Regions from separate parts of the Mus musculus genome. Here region 2 is linked to region 1. Evidence: chromatin contacts called from public Hi-C data. All regions are on one chromosome and are shown on one strand. The core of a region is the stretch at or near the end of the contact, and the rest is flanking DNA. Distances in the headings are between cores, read along the strand shown.

Region 1 (2,700 bases), core at 198-2,697:
GAATTAATTTTTTAAAAATCTTTAAAAAGTTGTAATATTACTGTTCTAACAAACCATAACTCAAATGTGAAACAGATACTCAAAATTGTTTTTACCAAGATTCACATCTAAATTATAAAATGTATCAAATCACTACTTTGCAATTTATACCATGAAGTTCTTTGTATTTTAGGAAGTAGTATACATATGTAAAGGTTTCCATTGAACTTGTTCAATTCATAATCAACTTTATAACATTTATTTCTTTTTTGTTTGGTTGGTTGGCTTTTCGGGACAGGGTTTCTCTGTATAGACCTGGCTGTCCTGGAACTCACTTTGTAGACCAGGCTGGCCTGGAACTCAGAAATCCGCCTGCCTCTGCCTCCCAAGTGCTGGGATTAAAGGCGTGTTTGAACAAACACAAAGATACACTTGGCAGTGAATATGTACACTGGTAAGCCAACCATATTCCTGGATGTCTCTCACCAACACACAGGCCAGAAGACAAACTTGGGTCTGAGTTTTCAGGCACTGTCAAACTTTTTAAACATTTAAACAAAAGATTCATTTATTTTTATTTTATGAATATGGGTATTTTACCTGCACGTCTGTCTGTGTAACATGTGTATACAGTGCCCGTTGAGGCCAAAAGACGGAAATTTGATCCCCTGGAGTTTAAAAATCCTTCCTCCCCAGGCCTTTGTTTTTGGCCTTCCACTGGCCTAAAGCTTGCCAAATTGGGTTGGGCCAGGGGTCAGTGAGCCCTAGTCACCGGTCTTCCCAGCGCTGTAAGTATATGTGTATGGCATAGGCTCTGGGGATCAAACGCAGGTTCCCTGGCTTGCAAGATAAGCATTGACAAGCTGTACTACCTCCCTTGGCAGCCGCATCCCGGCCCTTCTTAAATGTTTCTATATTCATCTGTTAGAGTTTGGCTCCAGAAGCAGCGGTAGCAACTGGGCTGGCTCCCTTTAAAACAAACAAACAAACATTCTGTCCAGGGGACGCGGAAGGCGTGGGGGCGGGAGCCAGGACTTCCAGCAAACAGGAAGCGGCCGGTTTCGCGCCGTCTCCCGCCTGGGATCCCGCCCCGGTGTGTGCGGGGCAAGCAGGTCTCGGCCGCGACGCAGCCTCCGGCCCGGGAGCCCGCACTCACCCTCGGCGCTGTCACGAGTACGACGAAAGTCCTCGGAGCGGCCGTCACGGAAGGCTCGGCACAGAGACAGGCAGAGGAAGTCGAGCATCCAGCCCGCAGCCACGGCCTCCACCTCAGCCACAAGCTCCGCGTTCTCCATCTCTCTCGGGGTCCCCAGCTGAAGCTGGCACTGGAGCAGCTCCGCGTCGTCTCCCACCTCCTCCTGCTCTGGAGAATCCGAATCTGTCCAGCCCTCACGGCTCGGCGCGTCCCGGGCCGCTGAGGAGACCGTCTCCGCCATGTTAAACCGAAAGCGCTCGCCGTGCCTCAGCTGGCGCCGTGCGCTGATTTGCTCGCGGTGGGCGTGGAAGTCAGCCAATCGCATCGCTAGGGTGGGCTAGTGGCTGGAGCTTGGCTTCCGATTGGCTGAGAACTGCTAAATTCCTTGTCGATCCGAGCCCAGGCGTTTTGGATAGTGTAGCTTCTGGATGATAGGCTAAGATACATTTTAAAAAATGCAATCTGCGCTGGAAACAGGGTAGTTAAAACCGAGAGGTTTTTGACTGCAGATTTTGACTGCATGGCACTGCGCGTCTATAATCCCAGCAGCACTCAGGAGGTGGAGACAGGAAGATTAGGAATTAGGGCCATCTTCAACTACAAAGTCTAGGCCAGCCTGGAGCACTTGAGCGTTATGGCAGCAGCAGCACCAGAAATTTTAACTTGTCGCCATAAACATGAGCATTTAACCCTGTTACACTGTAATCACACTGTCTTTCTACCCTATGTGTTCATTTTATTGAAATCCGGGGTTATTAAAGCTGAAATTGCTGGGCTCTGATTTTTCACTAAAGTTCTGCCTGGGGTGAGCGGGTAGGATGGTGCTGACCCTGGAATTCGCAAGTCTAGTCAGTTCCCCATGAATGCTGAGACTGTTAGTCCCAGGACCACATTTTGATCACTATTACTGTACAATGTTTGCATTGAATGAAAGTATAACAACGTAAAAACAGAATTCTAGGCCTTTAGGCCCAGGCTTGGGAATGTGGCCTTTGTAAAGGTATGCTAATCATAAAAGAGATAGCGACATTCCTCTACCCACCCGCTTCCTGGGTTCAAAGAGTGCTCATTCAAAGAAAGTCACCCTGGCCATTACCAGAACCTGCAATGCAAATGTGCTATTGTTAGGGGCTCTTAGAAGCTGTCTTGAGAGTTAACAATTACCAGGTATTCCTTGTGACTCTATTAACTTTACACTTCCTTGTGACTCTTAACTGGTATCTTTGGTATCTTCCAACAACGCCCTCCCCACTTCCTTGAGTTTCGGTTTCTTCCTTTAAATACCCCCTTACCCAGCTACTGGGGCGCCACGGTCCTCTACCCCTGCGTGGTGTATGACCATGGGCCCGAGAGCGCTCTTGAATAAAAAATCCTCTTGCAATTTGCAGCAAGACCCGTTTCTTGTGGGTGATTTTGGGGTGTCGCCTCTCCTGAGTCAGAACGTGGGGGAGCCCTCACATTGTGGGTCTTTCATGACCATGAGGGCATATTACCCCCAGGCTCTAGAGATGGTGTTGCAGTAAATA
Region 2 (2,742 bases), core at 8-2,507, 1.3 Mb before region 1:
AAAAGACTTCCTCCACTGGCACTGTGAAGGCAAGGAGAGATCAATGCCACTCCTAAAAGAGGCTGTAGTATGTGATTCAACTATCCTGTTAGCAATTCTTGACTTTACGGGTACTACCATCGAAATACACCAAGTCTTTCCCCAACACAGAAAGGGGAGGGTATTTCCATTGAGAAAATGGAGATAAAGTTTAGAGGAGGTATCTGAAGTGAGTTCAACAAGGCAGTGAGTGCTGCTGCAGGAGAGTGCATCAGCTGACACCTGTCCTGTGTTTAGAAGTTCATGGCTTCTTTGTTACATTAGCAGAGTGCTTTACTTACCATATTTCTCCTTGAAAACTGTGTTTTCTTTTCTAAACAGTGGGCGACAGTGGAGAGGTCCCAGGTGTGCATTCCAGGCACTCAAGCAATACATACAGACTAAGCCTGTTTGGGTGCACAGCTCCAGGATGTAGCATTTCTAAAGCTGAGAACAGATGAGGGAACAGGCTGGAATGTAAAAGACAATGCCCTGTGTTCCTGCAATGCCAGCTACAAAGCCCATCACTTCTACAAATAAAACCCAAACAACTCATGCCCATGCTCTTTCAAACTGCATTGCCTCTCTTGGAATCTTCATGAAAAGAAATGCAAACACATGTGCCCTGAAATGGGTAGGTGTAAAAGAACATTCTGCACAATTATATCTAGGCTGCCACAGATTTATCACATGCAGACATATATTTGGAGCATATTAATTCATGATGACAGCTGCGCATGACAAATCCAACAGAGCTCAAGTTGGAATGCTGGGGGAAAAAATGCAACTACAAACCCTATGCAGACACACACCACCACCACCACCACCACCACCACCACCACCACCACCACCACCACCACCACCACCACCACCCACCTACACAAGAGTTGTCACTCTATCACACAGGTGGCCTCACTTGTAGAAGACTAAACACAATTGAAAAGCTGGAGGTTCCAGCAGCAAAGAGCAGGTCCCCAGCACAGGCAGCCGCACCTTTATCCGCAGGCTTGACCGTCTCACGTCTCAGAGTACACTGGCCCTCCCAGTCACAGCCCACTCCGCAGACACACACGTGCCCAGAGCTCGCGCGCCAAGCAGCCGGAGGAGAAGCTCGGCTCCGCGGGCTGGGGGCAGGGCCCGGCGGGCGGGCGTGCGGGCGGGCGTGTCATGGGGCCGGGCCTCCGCGCCCAGGGAGGGGACTAGGGGCGGGCGCGGGGCGGTGCCCGGCTCACGTGGGCGGGTGGGAGCAGCTGAAAGTCCGCTCTGGAGACTGGGCTGTCCTCTCGCGCGCGGCGCTGGCCGGGGCGGCGGCGAAGGAGGAGGGAGAGAGGCGGCGGTGGCGACGGCGAAAGAGGAGGGGAAGACGGGGGCGGCGTCGGACTGGAGCCGATCGGCGGTGCGAGCTGCCCGGGGCGCAGTCGTGAGCTCGCCCGACGGGCCCCTACCCCGGAGCTACACCCTGCGGTGCCCAGCTCTGCCCACGTTTGTGCCCCCACGAGGAGCGCGCCGGGGCTGCCCCCCGAATGACGGGCGGAAGGTTCGACTTCGACGATGGCGGCACCTACTGCGGCGGCTGGGAGGAGGGCAAGGCGCACGGGCATGGCATCTGCACGGGGCCCAAGGGCCAGGGCGAGTACTCTGGCTCCTGGTCGCACGGCTTCGAGGTGGTTGGAGTCTACACCTGGCCCAGCGGCAACACCTACCAGGGCTACTGGGCGCAGGGCAAGCGGCACGGGCTGGGGGTGGAGACGAAGGGCAAGTGGATGTACCGGGGGGAGTGGTCACATGGTTTCAAGGGGCGCTACGGGGTCCGGCAGAGCTTGTGCACCCCCGCCCGCTACGAGGGGACCTGGAGTAACGGGCTGCAGGACGGGTACGGCGTGGAGACCTACGGGGATGGAGGTGAGCGGCATCTCGGGAGTCTCCGAGGGCTGACGCGGTGGGCTCTTCCCTGGCTTCGGGGACGTGGGGAGGACGCGAGACGCACGTGTCCGGAAACCCGCCAAAACATCTGGGGAGTCTACCCTCCCTCTCGCCCTCCTCCCCATTTCGAGGGAGACCACTTGGTCTCGCGGCTGGGTCGCAAGTGTCTGCGGCTCCCCGGGCGGGTAGGCTGTCCATACCCCGGGAGTTAGGCGTGCAGGTACCTGGCCGGGGCCCAGAGCCGCGCTGCCCCGGGAGGGCTGGGCAGGAGAGAGGACACTGTCACTTGAGCCTGTCACATTACATTCCTGATCCCTCCCTCTCCAGGCCGGGTTTGAAATCGCCACTCCGGAGGAGTTAGAGGGACGTCTTGAGCTGTGTGGCTGCCGGTCGGTGCTGACCGCCGCGCGGTTTGGTTTCACGTAGAGTCTCGTATTTCGCTTCTGGCCCTCCAGTTAGCCTAAAGATAGAAGCCAGAACCCCATAAGTAGGATGTTGGGGAATTGGACCTTATTGAGGGTGTATTTTCTAGAGTCCTAGTTACAGGCAGCAGAGCAACTGCCCAAAGCAAGCGGCATTCCTAATTTTCTCCCTAACTTTCACTTGGCTCCTTAAAGTACTTTTGAATCAGAAGAACTGTAATCTTTGCTGACCTGGAGATCTTGAGAAAATGCTTTAGGAAAAATGGACGGAGTTTCCATTAAATATTTAAAAAGGTTAAAGAGTATGCTATATCCTGGATATACATTAGGGGTGTGGCCTAAAAAGTAAGCCTGGTTGTGATTTAACAATGTTTGCCTT

Evidence for each region. A called contact is a pair of places that touch in the nucleus more often than the background predicts.
Region 2: a contact with region 1 is called in a Hi-C map of muscle stem cells, with 4 times the contacts expected there. The contact joins the promoter of Jph1 here to the promoter of Terf1 in region 1. A contact is called at or near these places in 1 of 39 promoter capture datasets (liver), 2 of 484 Hi-C or Micro-C datasets (muscle stem cells and uterus) and 2 of 115 datasets of contacts at active chromatin or transcription factors (astrocytes and embryonic forebrain).

The regions. Positions count from the first base shown.
Region 1 is chr1:15,804,393-15,807,092 of GRCm38.p6, reverse strand. It overlaps Terf1 (telomeric repeat binding factor 1), which reads right to left and starts at 1,447. Exons shown (of 10, transcript NM_009352.3): 1 at 1,136-1,447. The coding sequence starts at 1,415.
Region 2 is chr1:17,096,404-17,099,145 of GRCm38.p6, reverse strand. Jph1 (junctophilin 1) reads left to right here and starts at 1,257. Exons shown (of 5, transcript NM_020604.2): 1 at 1,257-1,920. The coding sequence starts at 1,542. Gm46085 (a long non-coding RNA gene) reads right to left here and starts at 1,313. Exons shown (of 3, transcript XR_001778833.2): 1 at 895-1,313; 2 at 321-465; 3 at 1-21. Gm31982 (a long non-coding RNA gene) reads left to right here. Exons shown (of 4, transcript XR_865203.2): 4 at 361-573.